Regions from separate parts of the Oryctolagus cuniculus genome. Here regions 2 and 3 are each linked to region 1. Evidence: chromatin contacts called from public Hi-C and Micro-C data. All regions are on one chromosome and are shown on one strand. The core of a region is the stretch at or near the end of the contact, and the rest is flanking DNA. Distances in the headings are between cores, read along the strand shown. Region 1 holds the start of LOC108177140. Region 2 overlaps LOC108177141 (urea transporter 2). Region 3 has its middle 530 kb from the start of SETBP1.

Evidence for each region. Hi-C and Micro-C count contacts between places; a contact is called where the count stands out from the background.
Region 2: a Micro-C map of ear pinna shows a contact between it and region 1, with 4 times the contacts expected there. The contact joins the enhancer-like site here to the promoter of LOC108177140 in region 1. A contact is called at or near these places in 3 of 6 Hi-C or Micro-C datasets (ear pinna, skin fibroblasts and an unstated tissue).
Region 3: a Hi-C map of an unstated tissue shows a contact between it and region 1, with 2.5 times the contacts expected there. The contact joins the enhancer-like site here to the promoter of LOC108177140 in region 1. A contact is called at or near these places in 2 of 6 Hi-C or Micro-C datasets (skin fibroblasts and an unstated tissue).

Annotation. Positions count from the first base shown.
Region 1 is chr10:32,723,957-32,728,651 of mOryCun1.1, forward strand. LOC108177140 reads left to right here and starts at 2,477. Exons shown (of 2, transcript XM_070050269.1): 1 at 2,477-3,487. The coding sequence starts at 2,477. The coding sequence ends at 3,376. SETBP1 (SET binding protein 1) reads right to left here and starts at 2,333. Exons shown (of 6, transcript XM_008261251.4): 1 at 2,190-2,333.
Region 2 is chr10:31,977,284-31,981,978 of mOryCun1.1, forward strand. All of the region lies in intron 2 of LOC108177141 (urea transporter 2), which reads right to left. The region is part of intron 3 of LOC138844028 (a long non-coding RNA gene); the gene reads left to right. Among named protein-coding and RNA genes, the nearest start is that of SLC14A2, 250 kb to the left of the region's middle. Within about 2 kb of position 2,533, at least 1 of the 8 cell types and tissues checked has an H3K27ac peak or open chromatin away from gene starts, as enhancers often do. A contact at or near this core is called in ear pinna, where this site is marked.
Region 3 is chr10:33,250,612-33,255,306 of mOryCun1.1, forward strand. No RefSeq gene overlaps it. Among named protein-coding and RNA genes, the nearest start is that of SETBP1, 530 kb to the left of the region's middle. Within about 2 kb of position 2,285, at least 1 of the 8 cell types and tissues checked has an H3K27ac peak or open chromatin away from gene starts, as enhancers often do.

The DNA of each region.
Region 1 (4,695 bases), core at 1,227-3,726:
GGGTGGAAGCCACAGAAATCAGGGAGAAGGGGTGGGAGTGACCTGGGAGTGTAAACTGGGTACATCTTCAAGTGCTACAAACTTTCTCCTCCCTCACATGCCCCTGGCCAGCTGGCCCCGCCTTCCCATCCCAGCCAAACAAAATCCAACTGGGGTGTGTGAAGGAAGCACTCCAGGGCACCCAGGTCTGTCCCAAGTTGCAGAAGTGGCCAGCACAGACAACACCCTTTCTCTCCAAACACCTCATCTCTGCTCCCTGCCCCCACTGAACGCAAACATACCTTGCTAATGCAGAGGAGTCTGGGTCAGGACCCAAGAAATTTACCTGTGAGAACCACAGGAGGGCAAAAAGCATGGGCCCAAGGGGTGTGGGGAATTTTTTTTTTTTTTTTGACAGCTACTCTATGAAATTAGCTTTTAGTACAAACCTACAGCAAAAGAACATAAACAGGATGAAGGGTGAAGGAATGAAAAGGGAAAAGAATGTAAGAGACAAACAAGTAATATCTGTATTTCCTTAGAGACCATAGACTGCAGGCAAACTTTAGGGAGAGAGGTGTGGCTGGGGAGGGGGCAGCAGAAGGTGGCTGGGAAGGAAAAGTCACTTCTAGAATGGCAGGATACCCTGCCCTTGTGGAGGGGAGTTTCTGTGGCCATAAAGAGACACACAAACGGCCCTTTTAGCATTAGACCTCAACCGTGAGATTATCAGGACAGTTTATTTGAAACGGAAACGAATCGGAAATCCTTCCCTCAACAGTCCTTTCAGACTGATAGACACTCAGAATCCCGCACGCACGGACACACATAAAGAACAAAATGCAGCATCCGGAGGCAGTAAGAGCTCCCTTGCCGCACTCTCAGTTCCTCCAGCCTCATCTCCTACTTGCAACGGCACAACTTTCCGATCTCCAATGAAAATATTTCCAGTTGGATCCGATTTCAGAATCGTAGTAAGCGGTGTGGGTGGGGGGAGGATGGGAACTGGTAGTGTGCAGGGGAGGGGGCTGGCAGACGGCATTTCAGCAGTAACTTATTTTTTTAGAACCAGCATGCTCTACCGATCAGAATTTGCAATTACCCAACAATGCTTCCATCACAAACAGACACCCAAACCAGCATCACCGTCATCACCATCTTGCTGAAGATCTGCGCGGTCCAGTTTCCCTGACTTTGTCTCGGTGGAACTTCTCAGACAGTATTTTGGTCGAAGAGATAATGGTTTGAAAGACAAAAACAATAAATCGATACTGAAGGGCTCCCTTTCCGGAGCGATTTCCCCCTGGAAACCACCGAAGGGGGAAGCCTGCCGTTTAATTCCCAAGCCCAGGGCACACAATGCGTGCTTTCAAAAGGGCATTCGTCTGCTTTTAAGGGAATTCCTGTCTTTTCAGAGTCCCCAAACCAGAGAGCACAACAGACTCAAATCCATTGATTAAGGTTTCCGAGAAAAAAGACTAACACACAGCCACGACACAAGCACAAACCAACCTTCGCCGGCTGGACCACTTCTCGCCTGATCTTCTTTCTATTAACGACACGTTAGATTCTGATACATGCCACCCCCCCCCCAAAAAAAATCCAACTAGGCTACAATGTAGCTCTCTAGCTCCACTTAACCTGCAAGTTACAAAGAGAGCAAAAAAAAAAAAAAAAAAAAAAAAAAAAAAATCCTGCCGCCTTCCCACCCCTTTTCCTATGTTCCTACCCCCTCCCCCTCCCGGGTCCGCTCTACCAACGCCAGCCCAAGCAGCCGGCTGCAGGACCGAGGGAGGGTGCAAAGGCGGGGTGGGGGTGGGGGATCAGATTAGGCGAAACTCAATGAGCTCCTAGCCCGACTCTTCCACCATCGCCGCCACCAACGGGCCACTCGGATGGAGCCAGCATCGCTGCCCACCCGCGGGCCGGCCGGAATCGCGCCCCTCCCCGGCAGACTCGCCGGGACCGGCATCCCGCCCCCTCGGCCCCGGCTGCCCCTTCCTGCTCGGTGCAAAGTCAAAGCCCCGGCGAGACCAGGCGAGGCAACGTGAACTTTTGCATGCAGGGCGCGCGCACACACACACACACACACACTCACACACATTCACACACTCACACACACCACCCCGGGCCCGGGCGTGCGGGGGCCCGCGGCGCGGCGGGAGGCTGCGCGCCGGGGCTCCCGGGGCAAGGTCGCCGCGCGTGCTCACCCATGTCCCGGCGGCTCCGGCTCCGCTGGCCCTGGCGCTCGCTCAGATCCCGGCTCCGGTCGCTCGCCGGAGCCCCCAAAGGTGCTGCTGCGGCAACTCCATGGCGATGAGCATCTGTCAAACGGCGAGCCGCGGGGCGGGCCGCCCTCGCTCGGGGGGCTGCGGGGCCCCCGGGCGCGCGGAGGCGGCGGCGAGCGGCGGGCGCCCCGGCCGGCCCCGCGCTTCCCGCCCGGCGCGGCCGCCTCCGCCGCGCCACCGATTTATGGAGAGAGATATCAAGGGGGAAAATGGCGTCTCCGGAGCCCGAGGAGTCCTGGAGTAATCACATTCACACACACACACGCCCGTACGCACACACTCGCTCACACTCGCACACGGGCGCGCGGCGGGCCCGGCTAATTTTAGCAGGAGCCAAAAAAAATTGTATATATATATATAAATATATAAATATATCCCCGTCTCTCCGATCAACGCTATTTCCACCACCTCCCCCCCCCCCCCCTTGTCTTCAAAGGATGGATTGGAGCTTTAAAAATGTTGCTGGGTTTGGGCTCGCAGGAGGCGGCGCGCGGAGGGCGAGGGCGCTTTTGCTGAGCTGTGCAGTTCGGTCCGCGGCGCCCGGCGGCCCTGCCCGCTCTCCGCCCGTCCGCCCGCGGTCGCTAGTGCTGCCGCCGCCGCCGCCGCCGCCGCTCCATGGCCGCGCCCGCCCCGCGCCCCCTTGCCGCCCGCCCGCCCGCGTCCCCGGCGAGAGCTGGAGTGGGGTCGGGCCCGTGTGCCTGCCTCCCGCGCCCTCTCCCGAGTCCCAGAGTCTTGGTGAAAGGAAGGGGGAGGGCGCGGGCGGGGAAGGGGGGGAGGATCGGAGCGGCCGCGCGGCAGAGGCGAGCGGGGACCGCCACCCCGCCGGCCGCCTCGGAGGGGGCGCCGGCGCCCACGCGGCTGGCCCCGCGGGCCCGGGGCCGCTTCTCGGGCGGGAGCCGGTGGAGAGCGAAGAGCGGCCGCTCCCCTCACCTCCCCACCCCCGGGGAATCTCGGTCAATTGGAGGGAGCGGGGTCTAGCCGTGAAGGAGGAGGGAAACAGTTGGTGGCGGCCGATCGGGAGCCCCTCGCCGCACCCCGCGCCCCTAGCGCTCCCCAGCGCCCTCGCGGCCCAGTGGCTTCTGCGCGTCGGAGTCAGCGGCGGAGACTGAGCGGCCGTGGGGAGCGCCTCCGGCTGGGCGCGGGCTGCCGGGCTCAACACCGCCACTGTCTGACACAACAGGGGCAGTGTCGCGGGAGCCGCGCGTCCAGGCGCCGACGTGGTAGGCTCTCTCAACTGGGCGCAGCGTGGTTGCTTTCTTTCTTTTAAGCGGGTCATGAGGCTTCCTTTCCAGGGTTGGTTTTACTTTATTTGTGTATTGTGTTTTAGTAAGCTACTTGTAGGCATCGGGTCCTCGTGTCATTTTTTCTCGTTATCCACCACAGTTAGACTCTTGCAGGAAAGGGCACGGATGGCAACCTCGCAGCTCCCTCCCTGATCCGGGTGGTGGGGATGTCTTTGGTGCTTGGCAAAACGTGGCGGTTACTTTTAGTCTCTGGGCATTTCTGTTGGGGTTACAGAAGGGGCGCTTTTCGGGCCAAGGGAAGAATGGAGAAGCTTAGGGACGCTGTGCACTCCATCAGCTGACTGAGGAAGACTCACAGAGACCTGCAAAGGGCTATGCTTCCAGATCTCCAGGTAGAGGTCACTCCGAACGCAGGCAGCTGAGTTTGACCATGCCTTTCTCTGTGAGAGTTGGGTGAAACTGAGAAATGTTTGGGTGGTGAGTGGGGGGCGGCCCCCTAGCAACCACATCAGCCACTGCCAACCCCGCTTGGCTACAGGGTTGAATTCTGTCGGACGACCTCTTTTTTTCTCTTTTTTACCGGAATGCTCTGGAGCAAGGGAGAAAAAGTGGCTGGACCCCCGCCCCCCCCCCCCCCGCCGCACCTCCCTCTCACGCACACACTCACACACTGGTCCACGCCCCCGGGTGTCAGTCAGGGTTTTGCACAACAATTTATCCCCTTCTAACTCAAATTATCCTCTTTGTTGGGAAGAATGTTCTGACTGGCCACAAACTTTGCCTCCCTTACTCATCACTGCAAGACCTCCAATGGAGCAAGATTTCCTCTGTTCTGCGCTGTGTTGAAGCATAACTATTAATGAGAAAATAATGCTTCATTGGAAAAAATTCAACAAGACATAGGAGCTGATGATGAAAGAAGAGCTGAAGGCACACAATACTATGCCAAAATGACCTCGGTAATCACCTGACCTTTGCCCATCTACTTGTGCGTCCGGATTTCTGATACCCAAGACCAAAGTAGGCAGAGGACTAAGAGTGTGCACCATTGATGCAAAGCAGAAAGTGCGTCCAGAAATCAGAAGGGTTGGCTTGCATCGTGTGAGCCAGAACTGAAGTTTGTTGCCCAAGTCTTTTTCCTTTTAAAATTTAAGCATGTTAACAGGATTGTCCTTCCTGTGGTG
Region 2 (4,695 bases), core at 1,283-3,782, 750 kb before region 1:
ATATTTCACTTCTGTCTTACCTTAATTATTTATTCAATAATTTTAAAATCTTCATTAGCTGCTTCTAGCACATCAGCATGTCTTCTTTGAAGGAACCAGCCCACACTTGGATGCATAAGATTCCCTTTGCTTTCCCATCTTAACACAAGTGTATGGTTGTGTGCACCTGAGGCTGTACACCCCTTTGTAGTCCCAGATCACATTGTGGGTTGTGATTTGAATGTTTTTTTACACAAGTGCCAAAATGTGCTTCTGCCTGGGTGGAATCTGGAAACAGAAATATAGGCATACATTTCTATTCTTATGTGTACTCTTGGGGGATCTAAGGAAAGAGGGCAGCAAGGGAGGGTTAGAGAATCTGCATCTTAATACATAAAAATCTTCGATCCCAAGCAGTTCTAGCCTTGGGACACTGAAGGGAGTTGGCCCAGAGTAGCCCCATCTCCCAGAAAGGAATGGAAGATGCTATCAAAACAGGCTGTACCTTGTTTTTTTTTTTTTTTTCCAATAATTATAACTTCCCTCCTTGTTAAGAGCTGAGTGAACCTTGTCCAGCAATAGTAAAGAAAGGTCTCATTTCAGGTGTGTGGTTTCTTTAAGATAAGAGCATGGCAGCTTTAGGTAACTGGGCTTTTTCTTCCTTTGAGCTTTCCCAAGCTCTTCTCTGCCTTTAAAAATCCCGTCAAAAATGACCTCCTTCCCACACAAACTGACCTTATAAGGGATTCCCTCATTTTTCTGTCCCTTGGACAAAGCACATACTACTTCCATGCATATTCTACAATTAGCATTGGATTGTATACCAGTTATTTCACATGTAAATGCTATTTCATATATGCAATTCAGTTCCCTGAGAGCAAATAATCCTTATCAGTTATTGATTGTCACAAGAATTCATACATTTAAAAACACTTCTACATTTAAAAACACTTGGAGTTATAGCCTGTATCCCAAGTCATCCCTTCTGAAGTGCCCTAAGGGTTTCTACTAATGGTTTTTAGGAGGTTTTTGAACTAAATGTATGATATTGATTGGGAGAGATAATGTACTTGTGAACTAATGTATTCATTCAGTTATTCATTCAAAGACTTCTATTGTGCACTAATTGTACAAGGTACACTTAGTGGGTGGCATAAAGTAGAATTAGAGCTTGCTTTTGCTTTCCAGGAGTATAGTAATTATCATTTATTCTCACAAACATCTGTTTCTTCTAATTTTGTAGGGGTGAGGTGGGCATGTGGTAGGGGTGAATTTACTGCCTGCTTGTGTTGGGAGCAGGGTGTACTGGTAGCTCTGGCTAATCAGTTGTGGAAAAGGTCATGTGTGTTATTTCCAGAGTCACAGGTGTGTCACATTCACTGGTGGTGTGAGACCCTCCAGACCTCTTTTTTATATGAATGGTGATCAACAAAGTGTGAGAAAGTAGCTTCTCTATGAGTTTGTCCCCTGAGTGAGAACCATTAGTAGACCCTCAGCTAATGGACAAGCTGAAGGACTCCATGTGTAAAGCATTCATGAAGACTCCAATGGAAGAAGCAGCAATGGAGCTGGGCTCAGTTTAGGGGGAAAAAGTAGTAATTCAAAGAAAAGTATTCCAGAAACAATTTGAGTCTCTGTCTTGAAGGAGAGTTAATATTCTTATAATGTTGGTAGAGAGTAATTCAGAATGAATCACAGTTTCACTACTACTACCACCACTCTGCTACTAATTGCATGTGCTTACCATCTGTTTGGTTATGTGCTAAGTGGTTAGGCTGAACTATCACCATCAACCTTGGCAGTGCCCCCAGGAGGCAGGGGCTATCTGCATCCCAACTGATTCTGCAGGTGAGGAAGCAGAGGCATCAGGATGTTAATTAACAAGGTCCTATAGCCAGTGGACATCACTGCAGAAACTCAAATCATAGCCTGACCCCAGAGTCCATGCTCTCAGCTATGGGACTGCTCTGCTTCTAAGGCAGGCATCATTGTAGTTGTTGGATGCAGGGGGGAGTCCGGAGCTCTATGTTTTCAGGACTCAGTTTATCTGATGATGCAGTTCTACCCATTGCTGCAGAGTAGGAAGCGAGCCTTTTTCAGGGTGGTGAGCCATACTGGAAGAAGAACCAAGCCAGCTACAAAAGGAATGCATGGAGCCATTAGGGGGCGCCGTTTGCCTTCAGACTACAAGCTTCTGGTTGGTTCTGGTTTTCCAGGATCCTCCTGAGGTCTTTGAATTTGAGAAGGGATTGCAGGAAACAGAGCTCCAACTCCAGAAGTCACAACAACTGAGTTCCATGTCACCAATCCTCTCTGCCCTGGCTCTCCCCACCAGTTTTAATGCTCTTTCCTCTCCCATCTACGGGTTTTAGATATGAAATTTCCACGAGATATTTGACCCTTCAGTTGGGGTTTTAAAAGCCAGCCAGAAGTAGTTTCCAGCTGCAATTTTTGAACAGACTCCAGCTAGACAGATGTAACTCCTCATCTGGGCCTCCTCATTTACCCCAGAATAACTCACCACCATCACTTTCGCCTCCATAACTTGGCATATGCTCTTCTCTGCTGATCTGATTCATACTTGCATATCAAATGCAGCTCTCAACTTTGAGCTCTGCAGGCTGTCTCATTGCTGGCCCAAACAATTTCCTACCTTTCAAACAGACCCTAAGCTCCTTCAGGGCAGGCATTGTGTTTTCTGCTTCGGTCATAGTGCTTCATGCTTTCCTGGGGATGTGTCAGGGGCTCAGTAAAGGCATTGCTGTCTCAAGCTTACTTTTTTTTTTTTTTTTTTTTTTTTTTGACAGGCAGAGTGGACAGTGAGAGAGAGAGACAGAGAGAGAAAGGTCTTCCTTTGCCGTTGGTTCACCCTCCAATGGCCGCCGCTGCAGCCGGCGCACCGCGCTGATCCGATGGCAGGAGCCAGGATCCAGGTGCTTTTCCTGGTCTCCCATGGGGTGCAGGGCCCAAGCACCTGGGTCATCCTCCACTACACTCCCTGGCCACAGCAGAGAGCTGGCCTGGAAGAGGGGCAACCGGGACAGAATCTGGCGCCCCAACCGGGACTAGAACCCGGTGTGCCGGCGCCGCAAGGTGGAGGATTAGCCTATTGAGCCACGGTGCCGGCCTTCAAGCTTACTTTATTTTCATCCTTTCTGATGTCCTTTTCTGTGCCCCCCTTAGAATACCATGACATCTGTATTGTCTTATCCGAACCCCTGTTCCTTTCAGAACCATGTTTTTTGAAGACTTAAATCAGTCCTCATTTCAAATCATGGCTCCATAATGTTCTAGCCGAGACATCTTGGATAAGTCACATACCCTCAGTTCCTTCATCTGATAAATGAGAATAAAGTGGTGGCAACTGTATTTTAGTATGTGAGGATTAATGATACATAAAACATCCAGCAACTGACACATATTAGATTCTTTATGGATCAAATTCTGGGCTTTCCCTCTATTTTGTTTTCAAGCCTCATTGGCAACAACCTGGTTGTTCCTTATCTTTGAAATCTACCTCCCTCTGCTCCTGCTAAGTTCCTTGCTTTGCTTGTCTGAACCCAGTGTCTTAGTTCCCTGGGAAGCAGGCCTGAAGTGTGTTTCTTCGGAAGGCTGTGACCCAGAGGCAAACACCTTCCTGTGGCCCAGCTCCAGCCATGTGCAGTCCCATCATTCCTGCACACTTGGAAATGTTATCAAGTTGCAGAGAATTTGGTAGCACTAATCAAACATTTGCTGTGCACCACCTGGAACTGGTGTGTACTTTAAGATAATGTCTGGCTTCAGATTGGATGCTGGTGATTAGAGCAGTAAATTAGCCCCACTTCGTGGTTGCAGGTTTTCTTGGCCCACTTATTGCATCGGAGCAGATTTCAGTGTGCAGATGTTTTTCAGCTTCCCTTTTCATCTCCAAGGAGAACAATTACAATATCCTGATGTTCTCCTGCCATCCAATTATTCCCATTTTGCCTCTGCATTTAGCTCATTGATAATAAAAGGCAGGAGAAGCCTGAAATCCCCCTGTGCATCTTTGCTTGAAGGTGCTGTCATGCTGGTGACCTGTGTGTGGTTTGCAGCTGAGTGGTCACACTGAAGTCAGAGGGAGCCTTCACTTAATTGAGGGCAATTGGCCCTTTGGGTTCACATCCACATGCCTGTCTCTCTGCAATGCTCACACAGGAACACACCCTCCTGGGTCTTCAGGTTCCTGTGGTTTTCCACTTGCAATAAAAGATGCAAGACAGGTCAACATAGGGCAATACAAGGGGGCAGTTGCTGGGCGCTGGGGGATGGGAGGTGGGAGGGACATAGCACCTTGTGTGTGTGTGTGTGTGTGTGTGTGTGGAGGGGTTGTTGGCCACATACCACCCAGCAGAGGGCAGCAGTGTCTAACAGTCTACCTTAACTCCCTCCTTTAATTCTGAGACTGTCTGGGGCAGGGTGGGGGTGACTTTAGGTGACCCCTGGTAACCCCAAGAAAGTGGAGGATGTTTCACTTGTGCATGGGTGGGATGGTTCCCACGGAGGAACATAGACAATTCTAGAGCCAAGAAGCCTTTTGGAGAGCAAAGGTCTGATTCATATCATAGCAAGAGAATTTGTTCATGGTCATCTAGACTGGTCCTAGGAAGGCATTTTTCAGGATGCTGCTTGCTCTTCACTTTGAAGGTGAAAAAACCAAGGTGGCATGTAACAGCCAGCAGAGGAAAAGATCTG
Region 3 (4,695 bases), core at 1,035-3,534, 530 kb after region 1:
TTCTGCTGCTTTTCAGAGTATGCATTAGCAGGAAGCTGGATGGAAAGGGGAGGTATGACTTGGTCTAGGGCACTCTGCAATGGGATTTGGGTGTCTCAAGCAGTGGCTTAACCACTGAACACATTTCAGACTTTTTGAGTCATGTAGTTAATTCTAAGCTAATGTACAACTCTATAGAGCTCTCTGATTGCTCCTAATCAGCATTTTCCATGGTTCCCTTCCCAATATTTCTCCAATGTTAACATATTTGCTGCCAATAAAAACAACTTCCAATGTCAAATGAATTAAATGATACATGTCTCTTGGCACATCAGGAAACAGTCATAATAAATGTTCTAAGAAGCTTGACATTTAATAGATCTCAGAATCATTTTCTAATTCTATTTTATCTTATTGTGATAACCTTATCAGCATCTTAGAAATTGTTGTTTCACAGAAAATATTTTGAGGGAGATGAAACTTTTTTTTTTTTCCTCACCCTGTCCATCTCTTTCCTAATGTGTATTTGCCTTCTAGGTTACATACTTTTCATTATTAGAAATCAGTGCTCTCATTCTTCTCCTCTTTCTACTCTCTCAACCCTCAATCTCAATTTTTTTCTCACTGCCTAGGACATGCAGAGCACAAAGCACCCTGCAAACATTTCAATGTCGTTGATTGACATTTAGATCAAACTTAATGTTGTCTTTTCAAAACCCTGGCATCTCTGCCCGGAACCTTGCATCACTGAGGTTTTTTTTTTTTCTATTTTCTTTTCATTACTTATTCTTTCTCTCTCTCTTTAAAAGTAACTTCGCTGAACCCTGTAGTTTAAATATCTTGTAGCTCACTTCTTTCTTGTCTAAAAGCTGGATAGCTTGTGAGTTTTGGTTTAGTTTCTGAAAATTGGGCCACTGATGAGGAAGCAATTCCTGACAGCAGCATGCAGCTCTCTGTCATTTTCTCTGACGACTTTGCCCACATTTGAGTGTCCTTTAGCAAAATGACTGGAATAAGTGGTGCATTTTCCAGAACACTTTCTTCTATCTTGTGCATCAGCAGAAAATCACAGCAGTGGTCTCGGTGGACAATGGTAAAAACAAGACAGAAACTGCTATTATAAATGCGAAAAGTCAATTTGAATGTCAGCAGCTGAGGTAAGGGAGGCACTCTGAAAGGAGCTGTAGTCTGTCTTGCTCATGCTTAAAGCCTCATAGGCCAGCCACGTTTAAGCATATTAGAGGAAGTGATTTCCATTGTACTTGGCTCCGGGGATTCTTGGCTTCCTATGGGGACCATGTCCTTGTGGCTGGGAGTATACACTGCCCTCAAATACAAAGTTCATTGAGCAAAAGTTAATTACTAAAACCAATCTGGGAAGTGTCATTTGCTTTTAGAGATTGTTTGCTCGTGAATCTACAAGCATGAGCCTGTTATTCATGGAAACCTTGAAAGGGATTGATTTTAAACAACTTGTTATTTGGGATAATCTCTCTTTCTCTATAGATATTCTCTAACAAATCCACATATTTTTTCTAAACAGTTTTACAGATGTTGATGTACTAATAAAAATTATTTAATTAAAGGGTACAATTTTGAATAACTTGGTACATCTCAGAGTTTAAATATGCTAAAAAGATTGTAAATTTCCAAGGAGGACATATAATATATAGTTTGTATAACAACGAAAAGACATTTGATCATGGATTCTTGTATTTTTAATTTAATTTCAAAAAGTATATGCACTTACAGTACAAATTCAAACAATGTTGCATAATATAAGAGAAAAAGTAAAATTCTTCCTAAATTATTGCTTGTCTTGTAAACAAACCCTTCTTCCCAGAAATAACTTCAGTTAAAAATGTGGTGTGTTTCCCTTCCAAGTTTTGTTTCTGTTTTAGATACTGACAAAGTGCCCTCGCAAGGGATCTTTTTGCCAGTTCTCCCAGTAGTAGCATAACATAGTACTTGTTTTCCTTTGTACTTGTGGAGTCAGACATCATCAATTGCTTACAGTTTTTGAGGAATCTTATATATAGAAAAACTTCTTTCATATGGCAATTCTAAATTAGTTAATGATTTTTTACAGTGAAACATTATGGTGAACATAAATATCTATCCATAAAGGAATAGTTAATTAAATTATAGATACATTTGTGCTTTGCAGTGATTAAAAAAACATACAGGGGCCGGTGCTGTGGTGCAGCCATTTAAACCGCCACCTGCAGCGCCAGCATCTCATGTGGGCGCCAGTTGGAGACCCAGTTGCTCCACTTCCAATCCAGTTCTCTGCTATGGCCTGGGACAGTAATAGAAGATGGCCCATGTCCTTGGGCCCCTGCACCTGCATTAGAGACCTGGAAGAAGATCCTGGTTCCTGGCTTCATTTCTGCAGAGCTCCTGCCGTTGAGGCCAGTTGGGGAGTGAATCAGCGGATGGAAGACCTCTTTCTCTCTGCCTCTCCTTCTGTCTCTGTGTAACTCTGACTTTCAAATAAAAGAAAAATCTCAAAAAAAAAAAAATACAAAATTTAAATGTGCAGAGATAAAATGACCTCAAGGAAAAAGATTCCTGTGACCCACTATAAAAGAAAAAAAGCAAAAAGCAAATTATTTTCTCTTAGAAAAATCAGAGCAATGATCTTCAAAACAAATTCATGAATCTCAGTTGCATGCAGTATGCTTACATGCATATTCATTAGTAGACAAAAGCCCAGTGTATATATCTCATATTTTAAAAAGTGAATTCTTTTGTAGAGGAAATCGAATTTATGATTTTTGGATGATTAAGTACACCTTCTATAATTGAACTAATGCAAAAACATCAATATTACATTTAACTGCTCTCCTACTTTTAGTGTCTCTGTTACCAAATAAGTTATATCTAACAGTCTTAACCTTAACACTTCTTGGTCTATAAATTGCTTTTGTTATGATGATTGGAATTATTACAGAAGCCTGAGTAATACTGCCCAACCCTATGGAAATTCAGAATTTGGGGTTCTAATTCATGGATATTCTGCACTAAAGAGAGCATGTATTCACGCTTTGCATTCAATTTTCTACAAAACTCTAAAATTTTTGAAACAAGAAGTTGAAGAATCAAGACTCATGGTTCAAAATATAGGATTATTCAGTAAGTGCATTCACAATTTTGTCATCTCAGTAAAGATTATGGAAAATCCTCATTTCCACTTACATTTTCTTTAAAGCTTGAGACTTTTATTTTCACTTATGTTCACTTAAAAAACTTATTTAATCTTCACAAAAGTACTTTAGAGTTATACATTGAGCAACTGAGTTCTAGAAAATTGTCTTTGTTCACAGCAATGATTGGTAAAGTAAATATTTAAACACAGTTATTTACCTGCTATTTATCTCTTTATCTATTTCATTGAATATTTGTCTATACATCTGTAAAACTGCAGTTCCCACATGCATTGACTGATTCTGTTATCTCCTACTTTTGTCCTTGGAAAATGCTACATCTGACTTTTGTCCATGGAACGTGTAAACATTTTTAATCAATTTTTCAGTCCGTATTTATTGATTTAAAGTAAGAATGATTGGGACTGGCGCTGTGGCACAGCGGGTTAAAGCCCTGGCCTGAAACACCAGTCTCCCATACGGGCACCAGTTCTAAACCTGGCTGGTCCTCTTCCGATCCAGCTCTCTTCTATGGCCTGGGAAAGCAGTGGAAGATAACCCAAGTCCTTGGGCCCCTGCACCCACATGGGAGACCTGGAGGAGGCTCCTGGCTCCTGGCTTTGGATTGGCTCAGCTTCAGCTGTTGCGGCTATCTGGGGAGTGAACCATCGGATGGAAGACCTCTCTCTCTGTCTCTCCCTCTCTCTGTAATTCTGTCTTTCAAATAAATAAAATAAATCTTCAAAAAAAAGAAAAAAGGACTCATTCACTATTTTCACCTGTGGCCTGGCTTCCCCTTTTCAGTAGAATGTTTTGGAGATTCTTCCATATTCTTTTTTTTTTTTTTTTTTTTTTTTTTGACAGGCAGTTAGACAGTGAGGGAGAGACACAGAGAAAGGTCTTTCTTCTGTTGGTTCACCACCCCCAAATGGCCACTATGGCTGGCACGCTGCACCGATCCAAGGCCAGGAGCCAGGTGCTTCCTCCTGGTCTCCCATGCGGGTGCAGGGCCCAAGCACTTGGGCCATCCTCCACTGCCTTCCCAGGCTACAGCAGAGAGCTGGACTGGAAGAGGAGCAACTGGGACAGAATCCGGTGCCCCAACCAGGACTAGGACCCGGAGTGCCAGCGCTGCAGGTGGAGGATTAGCCTAGTGAGCTTCGGTGCCGGCCTCATCGATAATCTTTCATGTATTTATAGTTTATTTCTTTTAATTAAATAGGATTCTACTATATGACTATAACGTACTTCGATCTAATACTTCAGATCAGTGCAGCTCTGGCTGTTGTGGCCATCTGGGAAGTGAACCAGCGGATGGAAGACCTCTCTCTGTCTCTACCTCTTTCTGTAGCTCTTTCTTTCAAATAAATAAAATAAATCTTTTTTTTTTTTTAAGTAAGAATGATTACATAGGGGCCGGTATTATGGCATAGGAGGGTGAAGCTACCACCTGTGACAACAGCATCTTGGATGGCCACCCATTCATATACTGACTGCTCCACTTCTTATCCAACTCCCTGTAATCACCTAGGAAAAGAAGAAGATGGTACTAGTTTTTGGTCCTCTGCCA